2 separate regions of the Mus musculus genome follow, and region 2 is linked to region 1. The links are chromatin contacts, called in public HiChIP or PLAC-seq maps. All regions are on one chromosome and are shown on one strand. The core of a region is the stretch at or near the end of the contact, and the rest is flanking DNA. Distances in the headings are between cores, read along the strand shown. Region 1 overlaps Fgr (FGR proto-oncogene, Src family tyrosine kinase). Region 2 overlaps Wasf2 (WAS protein family, member 2).

Evidence for each region. HiChIP or PLAC-seq counts read pairs in DNA pulled down with a chosen protein or histone mark.
Region 2: an H3K27ac HiChIP or PLAC-seq map of embryonic stem cells shows a contact between it and region 1, with 6 read pairs. The contact joins two enhancer-like sites. A contact is called at or near these places in 1 of 15 datasets of contacts at CTCF or cohesin (large pre-B cells), 22 of 484 Hi-C or Micro-C datasets (the AtT-20 cell line, B cells, CD4 T cells and 17 more), 9 of 115 datasets of contacts at active chromatin or transcription factors (VIP interneurons, differentiating embryonic stem cells, double positive thymocytes and 4 more) and 4 of 9 other capture datasets (adipose tissue, embryonic stem cells, liver and 1 more).

The regions. Positions count from the first base shown.
Region 1 is chr4:132,990,804-132,995,425 of GRCm38.p6, reverse strand. Fgr (FGR proto-oncogene, Src family tyrosine kinase) reads right to left here. Exons shown (of 13, transcript NM_010208.4): 6 at 676-779; 7 at 359-508. Among named protein-coding and RNA genes, the nearest start is that of Gm36599, 15 kb to the left of the region's middle. Within about 2 kb of position 1,700, at least 18 of the 459 cell types and tissues checked have an H3K27ac peak or open chromatin away from gene starts, as enhancers often do. A contact at or near this core is called in embryonic stem cells, where this site is marked.
Region 2 is chr4:133,182,616-133,187,013 of GRCm38.p6, reverse strand. Wasf2 (WAS protein family, member 2) reads right to left here. Exons shown (of 9, transcript NM_153423.6): 3 at 1,911-2,045; 4 at 1,262-1,415. Among named protein-coding and RNA genes, the nearest start is that of Mir7017, 11 kb to the left of the region's middle. Within about 2 kb of position 2,318, at least 195 of the 459 cell types and tissues checked have an H3K27ac peak or open chromatin away from gene starts, as enhancers often do. A contact at or near this core is called in embryonic stem cells, where this site is marked.

The DNA.
Region 1 (4,622 bases), core at 451-2,950:
CAAGATTTTGCTCGGCAGGTAAAGACGGTGTCTGCTGGCAACCCCAATGACCCGAGTTCCATCCCCAGGACCCACTTGGCTGAAGGAGAGAATCAACTTCCACGAGTTGTACTCTGACACGCATGAGCCCCCCCCCCAAAAAAAAATGTAAAATTTTCAAAAGTTCCCCAGGCTTAGGCCTGGAAGCAAGATTAGGAGGCATTGCTTGCTCTCCGTCTGCTCAGACTCCACACAGAGCAGAATCCTGGCCTAAGGACGCATGTACGTGGCCCAGCCACTACTTCTTTAGGAGATTTTTGTTCTCCAGGCCTCAGTCTCCCCGTCATGACAACACGGTCAGTCACACTTAGCAGCTCACCCATGTAGTGCCGCACTAGGTCCTGTATGGAGTCAAACTGGGCCCGTGTGGTGATGTAGTAGCCGCCCGTGTCCAGCTTTCGGATCTTATAATGCTTTATGTGATCGCCTCTGTTCTGGTCCCAGTCACGGATGGACAGGGAGTAGGCCCCTGGGTGGAAAGGGTCCTTTAGTTCTCGTCTCCCTCAGAGCAGGAGGAGGCCCCCAAAGGAATTCCCAGAGCCCAGCTTAGCTCTGCCCCTCCACTTGGCCCTGACCCAAGCACTGACCAGCCCACTGTCCTTATTGTCTGGTGGCATGTCTGCCGTACCAACCCACCTTTGGTGGTCTCGCTTTCCCGAATGAGAAAGGCCCCCTGGGGGTTACCAGAGGACAGAAGCTGCCTCTCTGCATCCTTTCTACTGATCTTTCCGAAGTACCACCTGTTAGGAAAAGCAGGCAGAACCAGGCACATTCATTCCAAACGCCAGTTCATCTTCCCCGGAAGTCACCGCAACAGCCAAGTCTCAGTTTCCTCATCTGACAAATGGGTTGTTATAATCTGCTTCATGACTTGAGTATAAGGATCCCAGAGAAGGGGAATGGGAAACTGTCGGGCACACATGGTCGATGCTGAGAAAGACCAGGATTCCTACCCACTGGTGTCTCTTGAATTAAAATTGTTAGATTCTCCCTGGTACAGTGGTATGATCCCAGCAATCAGGAGGCAGAGGCAGGTACCGCTCTGAGTTTGAGGGTACCCTGGTCTACATAGCAAGTTCTAGGTCAGCCAGGGCTACATAGTGAGACCCTACCTTAAAAACAAATAATGAGGGAACAGGGCATAGTGGTACATGCCTTTAATCCCTGCACTTAGGAGTTGGCGGGGGCAGGTGGATCTCTCTGAGTTTGAGGCCAGCCTGGTCTATAGAATGAGTTCTAGGACAGCCGGAGAAACCCTGTCTCTGGGAAAAAAAAAAAAAAGCCATAAAAGTCCCTGGTAGTGTAGTGTATGCCTTTAATCCCAGCACTTGGGAGGCACAGGCAGGCAGATGTTCCAAATCAGTCAAGGTTACATGGTAAGACGTTATATCAAACCAACAAACACACCAACAAACCAAAATTGGTAGAGCCCAGGCATCAGTGACTTTTTCAGGTATCACAGGGCCCTTGACCCTTCTCACTAGACCTCTCCAAAACCCATTTTACAGACAAGGAACTCAAGTCTCAGAGGGGAGCTGGTGTGAACAATTAGTGTCCTCACGTGCCCTGATTCTCTCCCACCACCCTAGGCAATCCTTCAGACTCCTGCCCCACCCTAGCCCCAAATTCTTTCCCTGCTTGTGGCTGTCTGAGACAATGTAGTCCTGAGCTGTGTGCATACAGGGCAGACTGGGGGGTGGGGAACAGATGTGACCACACTCGCTGTAGAAGACTCTGTTGTTATCTGATCATTAAATTGACTGTGCCTTGTGGGCATTGATAGAAAAGAACACAGTTTTCAAATCAGGGCGGGTGAGGACACCTGGGAACGCTGGCACGCTCAGTCCATACCTGAGCACCAGGCAAATCTGGGAGACAGAAGCGGTGTCTGCTAACCGTGTGCCTGGGAAAGCAGGCAGCAAGGAGAAAGGGTTGAAGGGATACCATACACATTGTCAAAGGTTTTCAAGATCATCCTTCAACCCCAGCACAGTGTTGTGCACCTTTGACCCCAGCACTCTGGAGTCAGGAGGCTCTCTGTGAATTCAAGGCCAGCCTGGTCTACAGAACTTTTTCTAGGACAGCCAGAGCTACACAAAGAAGCCCTGTCTTAAAAAAGCCAAAAACTTCCTTAAGAATCAGCAGAGTAAGTTAGCCCCTGGGAGGAGGAGCTTCTAAGAGTGAGATAGCCTGAGCTACATCGCAGGACCTTGCTTCAAAATAAAAACCAAGCCTTAACAGACTGGGCACTTCCTTTGTGGTAGACGACAACTCTGAACATAAATAGACTTGCTTATAATATTCAGAGAAAAGTGCCATGTTTAAACTCATTAGACAGATGAGGAATTGAACCAGCTACCTAGTGGTTAAGCAGCTTGCCTGAGGCCACACTGTGATCCAAAACAGGAACCCAAACTGTCTCCTCTCAGGCCTGGGCTCTTAACCAGGAACCCACACTGAGCACTTTAGACAGCACCTTGCTACCCAAGCTGTGGGCGCAGCTGATCCAACCCTCCACACACACACACACACACACACACACACACACACACACCATTGCCACCCCTCTGATCCACACCCCCCCCACTCCCACACCATGGCCACCCCTCTGATCCAACCCCCACCCTCACACCCACACCATTGCCACCCCACTGATCCAAACCCCACACCCCCACACCATTGCCACCCTGCTGATCCAACCCCCCCCACCATTGCTACCCTGCTGATCCAACTCCCCCCCCAACACACAACACTGCCACCCTGCCCCTCCATCATCCTCCATGCTTTCTGCCGCTCTCCACAATCCAGCCTCTTTCCTCTTGTGCTCTGGGCTTGCCCATGTCCCTCTACTAGAGAAAACCCATCTTACCCCATAAACATCCCCCTGAAACTGCCCCATCCTTCAATCCCTAAACACATACCTTCCTCTTTCCTAGAGGGAAGAAGTTCTGAGTCCTACGTTGCTGTGTTTTAAAGATGTATTTCTTGATATCACTGCACACACATGTGCATGCAAGTGTCCATGGGGGCTGAAAGAGGGCACCAGAGCCCCTGGAACAGTAGCTAATGAGGGTTATAAGTCCCCACGTGGGTGCTAGGAATTGAACCCTGGTCCTCTGGAAGAGCTTCCTGTGCACTGAACCACTGACCCATCTCTACAGCCCCCTACTTTTTTCTTTTTCAACAACAAAATTATTGCATGTTCTGTATTCATGTTGTGTGTGCATGTGCGCATGCATGCTATAACAAAGGAGTGGGGGTCAGAAGTCAGATCCGTGCATGCTGGGTCTCTCCTTTCACCCTGTGGGTTCTGGAGATCAAACTTAGGGGGTCAAGCTTGACAGCAAGTGCCTTTACCTGCTGAGCCATCTTCTGCATGTTTGGTCCCGGCTTCTTAGCTCACCTTCACTTAGATCCATATTTCCCCTCTTGAGACAATACTTTCCTCCCCTTCCACTAACTCCCTCCTTCCTGGGCTCTGCTGTCAAGCCCATGTGACAAAGGTGACTTAGGAGGGTCACCCCATTGCCAAGGATGAGGGCAGCCTCAAATCCCCTCTCTCCTGTTTTCAGAAATTTCTCCTCCAGACTTGGATGTTCTGCACTTGGCCGGGCCTGCTTTTCTCCGCTCTCCAGTGGCTCTTTCTTCACCAGAGTCAAACCCCAGGACCACCCTGTGTCTTGCTTGCTCTCTCTTCCTCCTTTTTCCTACTAGGCAGCTCTAAGTGTCATCTCTACTCAGATGAGGCCCAGTTCCTACCAGCACCAGAGTGCCATAACAAATGACAGAGTCTCAGAGACAATTAGGAACAGGAGCCCCTTCCTCTGGGATCATGAAGTGGCATGGCCCGGCACTTCTCATACACAGGGCAGCCTGGTCTAGCTTCTGGTAACTTCCTTCACGTGTAGTGTTCCTCTCTACAAACCACAAAACAACAATCCTGCCCCACCCCCACCCCCGCCGAATCCATGGACCTCCACTTGTTCCCGTGTCCCCCATTTTATCAACTGACACCACACCTAACTTGTTTCTTCCAAAGATACTGGATCATCCAGTTCCCCTCGCTTCCCAGAGTCCAAGTCCTGAGGACTCTCACTCTGGTTTTGGGGTAGCCAAGACTACCCTCAAATTCACTACAAATGTCAGAATCGTGGGCACAACGCTACTACGCCACTGTCCTGGCTAGCTTTGTGTCAACTCCATACAAGCCAGAGTCTTCAGAGAGAAAGGCAGCTCAGTTGAGGAAATGCCTCCATGAGATCCAGCTGTATGGCATTTTCTCAATTAGTAATCAATGAGGGAGGGCTCAGCTCATTGTGGGTAGAACCACTGCTGGGCTGGTGGTCCTGGGTTCTCTAAGAAAGCAGGACTAGTAAGCCAGTCAGCAGCATCCGCCATGGCCTCTGCATCAGCTCCAGCCTCCAGGTTCCCGCCCAGCATCCTCTATGGCCTCTGCATAAGCTCCTGCCTCCAGGTTCCCCCCCCACCCCCAGCCCCATTTGAGTTCCTGTCCTGATTTCCTTTTGGTGATGAACGGGGAATATGGAAGAATAAGCTGAGGAAACTCCTTCCTCCCCAACTTG
Region 2 (4,398 bases), core at 1,069-3,568, 190 kb before region 1:
GTGCTGGGAGCTGAACTTGCAGTAGCAGCAGATGTTCTTACGGGTTGAACTGTCTCTCCAGGCCCTGACAGCAACATGTTTATAGTAACCACTGCTTGTTTCTGTTAGGCCAAGTCCAGATAACTGAGAGGAAGGAGATACTAATTCTGGCAGTATTAGTATCAAAAAAAAAAAATAATACAGTTTCCAGAAAGATGAAACATCTCAATATTATTTGTCAATCCTATCCCACCATACAAACACTGTCTCATATCGTTTTCAGTACTATGAGGTATGTCAACCCTTTCTATCACACACTATCCCCAAACTCAATCAGACTAAAGAGTGACAGCCCTGGGGCAAGCAAGACTCCATATCCTTTACTAGGACCAAGGGCAGATATTCTTCTTGATCTCTGTGAGACGCTACCAAGCTCCTATTTGGGGCTCGAGGGACAGACCAGTGTCCTTGAATTCAAGAGGTACACACACACACACACACACACACACACACACACACACACACACTCTGCTTTTCAGTGTACCCATGCCTGACCGCCAGCACCCACGTCTAGCTACCTGTAACTACTTTTTATGGATACAAGCAAGATAAATATTCCCTTTCTACTTCTGCTCAGTTGGTCTGTTCAAGATGACATTAGCAAATCGCCAGAGGGGAGGACTCTAGGTTGTCTTTAAACCTACCATCTTCCTTTCCCATGTCTACCTACACCAGGGCTGGTCCTTACAGAAGAAACCATCCAAAGGGTGTTCAAAATGAAGGGACCGGCACTCACGTGGAAGGACACCAATACTCCCCACACTGTGATCCCCCCCTCCCCAGCAGCCAGTATGAGGCTGGTCCCATTAACTTGCCCAAACATCTGGTAATTTAGAGTTTTCTGAGAAAGTGGAAAGCCGGTTAGAATGTGGCCCCTGGGAATCCGTGTGCAGGACTGCCTGCTAACAAGTCCTCTTGCTTCTGTAATAACTAAATTCCTTGGATGGAATCCAGATGGACTTACTTTTCCCAAGTTAAACTTTGCAGCATCAATGGTACAGCAAACTTTCAGTACATAGGAGACGCGGCATGTCCGTCAGAGACCAGACAAGAATGAGCTAACGGTCTCTGCTGGGGTGGGCAGGGAGTTCAACAGTATTCTCTCTCTGATACAGATATTATCTTTAGAGATTTTAGACAATGCAGTTTTTAATCACACACACAGAGAGAGAGAGAGAGAGAGAGAGAGAGAGAGAGAGAGAGAGAGCGAGCGCACGGTTACCTGTAAGGACTGAGATTGTTAAGAGGGGGAGGAGCGTCACAGCTGTTATAGGTCTCTAAGACGGGCACCGGGAGAGAGTTCCTGTCAAAGAGCTTCTGGTCTTGGGTGGTAGAACTTCTGAAGGCCTTCCGAGTGTTGATTCCTTGTAGTGACACTGAGAGAAGGAAGATGGAAGGCGTTAGAAAATGGACGGCAGGCTATTTGAGCAAACACTGAGTCACACCGTCGGAGACGCCTCAGCTGCTGCCTTTCTTGGCAGCCAGGTTTTTTTTCCCTTCCCCCTCTGGGGAAGCCCCACGAGGCTGTCAGCAGCCCAGCCATTTCATGACTGAACAGATGAAGCAACACAAAGGTTTACTATGTGGCCAGATCTTGCAGGCCTCTCCATGGGTGAAATGAGTCTTCCAAGTACTTTTATGGTAGCAAAATACCACTGAGGGAAAGGAAACGTGAGAACAAGGGGACTGGGGGGATGGCAGTGTGCTGTGTGGTAAAGGGAAAAAGGTTTCTTTACACCACCTAGGCTTATGTCGCTTCCAAGTAGACGTATATCAGTCTCTCTGATCTCTCCTCTTGCTTTGTAACAAACCAGGGCAGGATTCTGAGGCACTCCTCGGCAGAGCCTGCAGCTCTGGCTAAGCCTCCTTACCTTCTTCTTCCTTGGGATCCAGCTGAGTGACTTTAACTTGTACTCGGTCAACCCGCTCAGCAAGGGAGTTTACTCGGGAGGCAAAGGCACTTGCCTGAGTACAAATCTCTCCGAAAATGTCCTCTGCATACTTACCTAGAAAGGGCAAACAGAGCAAGTCACTAGTGCACAGGAGTGAGAGGAACCAGCCCAAAGACTAAAGAGTATATCGTACCCCAAACACACACACACACATGCTTGTTCTTGGAGAAAGAGACAGTTTCCATAGCCTGGTCACTCTGTGCTTATATAGTCCATAACTAATAGAACCTCTTTGGCAAATTCTGAACAAACATGAAATTAAAAGCAGGTTCAACAAAATCGAAAGGTGCAATGTCAACAAGTTAGTCCCGGAAAAGCAGCCAGTGTATGCAAACATTTGTCCTTGGCTCTCACCCTCCTGTTCTGTAAAGCACCTTGTAAAACGGCTCTGAGAGCAGCCTGAAAGTTAGAGCAACAACTAGGCGTCCATGCTTAATACACTAAATTACGTCCTCAGTTGAATTTCAAAAGCCCACTGAAAACCAAGATGTGGGTATCTCTAAGGGGCCTGAATTTTCCCACCCCACACAGAGATGCCAAATTTCTTCTAAGGGTGAAAAGGTCACCTTACATTCTCTAACCCACAGCTTTCAAAGTCTTTGCTCCAGGTTACAATCCTTCAAATCCACACCCCAGGGAACAAGCGAAAAGCTGAGATATTCAAGCCCTCCCTGAAAAACAAGACACCACTGGTCTTTTTCCACAAGGTCTCACTTTTTAGAATAAGAAAAGAGTTCTGTACTTTCAACCCTGAATGCAAGGAGAATTTGTAGCCAAAGAAACCGCCATGTGGAATAAATACCTCCACACTGTTATTCTGAGCCGCAAGGGATGGGAGAGGTATGAGGAGTAAGTCTCCACACCTCGGATGCTCACGCACAAAGGGAAGGCAGCCGTAAACGACTGCCCAACCTGACGAGAGTTTGAGACCTAGTTAAAGTAAGGTCTCATTTTTTTTTCCTTTAGCTTCTAAGCTTAGTACATATTTAAGGGGGAATTAGGCTAACCTAGCCTGGAAGGGCAAAACCACACCCTCGGGGTAAACTGCAGTTAACTTGTGCACTGGGAGCTCCTGGTGCATTTAATAAATCAAGGAGGAGCTCCCAATTCTGCATACTGCACGCTTCCATGCAGCAACAGTCAAGAGGCATTCCTGAGCTCAAAGGACTCAGAGGCCAACATGCTGCGTCCCTGCTCTGCTGCAGGCAGAAGGTCCTGTTTGATATGTTGATAATACAGCAGTGCTCCTGCTCCACCAGGTAAAGAAAAATTGTGTTTGGAAACAAAAGCAAAGAAATAACGCAGGATTATGCATGGGAAATGAACCAACCTTAAAAACACCCAATGGTGGTGGCTCCCACCTGTAATCTTAGCACTTGGGAGGCCGAGGGGGAGGCTGTTTGTTCAAGGCCAGCCTGGACTACATAGTGAGACTCTGTCTCATAACAAATGTAAAAATTCAACTGCTCTGGCGGAAAAGAGAAAAATACAAGTTAACCCATCTTTCTGTCTCCCAGAGAAGACTGAGATTTTCGGTTCCACAGTAGAAGGGCTTGTGACAGTGGGCATCAGGTAAAAATCTTACAAAAGATCTCAATATACAAAATTTATTATTATTATTTTGAGACAGGGTCTCACTATGGAGCACTGGCTGGCTCGGAACTTTCTGTGCAGACAAGATCTTTGAAAACTGTGAGTTAGAAAACATAAAGTGACCTCCTCACCAGGAGAAGTCCTACATTCCTGCGTCAGAGATAGATAAGTTAGAGATATCTTCATCTTGGTCTGATGTTCTACTGAAGTAATTTCTCATACAGTGTGAGGGTCATGGATCCCTGCTTGTTCCTCGTCACTCCCAAGCTGCTCTCCAGAGCCACCGGACAAGGAGCCTTTGAACCCAGAGATCCGCCTGCCTCTGCCCTCCAAGTGCTGGGATTAAAGGCCTGTGCTCAGCTTTCCTTTCTCCTTTCTGAGGCAGGGCTTCTCTGTGTGGCCCTCGCTGTGCTCTGTAGACCAGGCTGGAGTAAAGGCGTGCACCAGCACTGCCTGGCCTCTTCCTTGCCATGTCAGGTCAGGCCCTGGGCGACTCAGAATCACACTATGGAAAATGGAAAGAGCAGCAGACCTCAAATCAGAAGCCTCAGACTGTTAGAGCTCAGATCTTTATTTTTAGACACTGCCTCACTTCGTCCCCTGGCTGGTTTCAAATTCACTTAGTAGACCAGGCTGGCCTCAAACTCGCCATGATCTCATCCTTCTCTTCCTCACCACTGAGATGACTTGTGTATCACTGTACCCAGCCAAGGCTGCAGCTCTTTCTATTATGCCGGAGTACTTCTTATATTTATTCCTATCTACATAAATGCGTGTTTTTGTTTGTTAGTATGCACATGTGTGTGTGTGATTG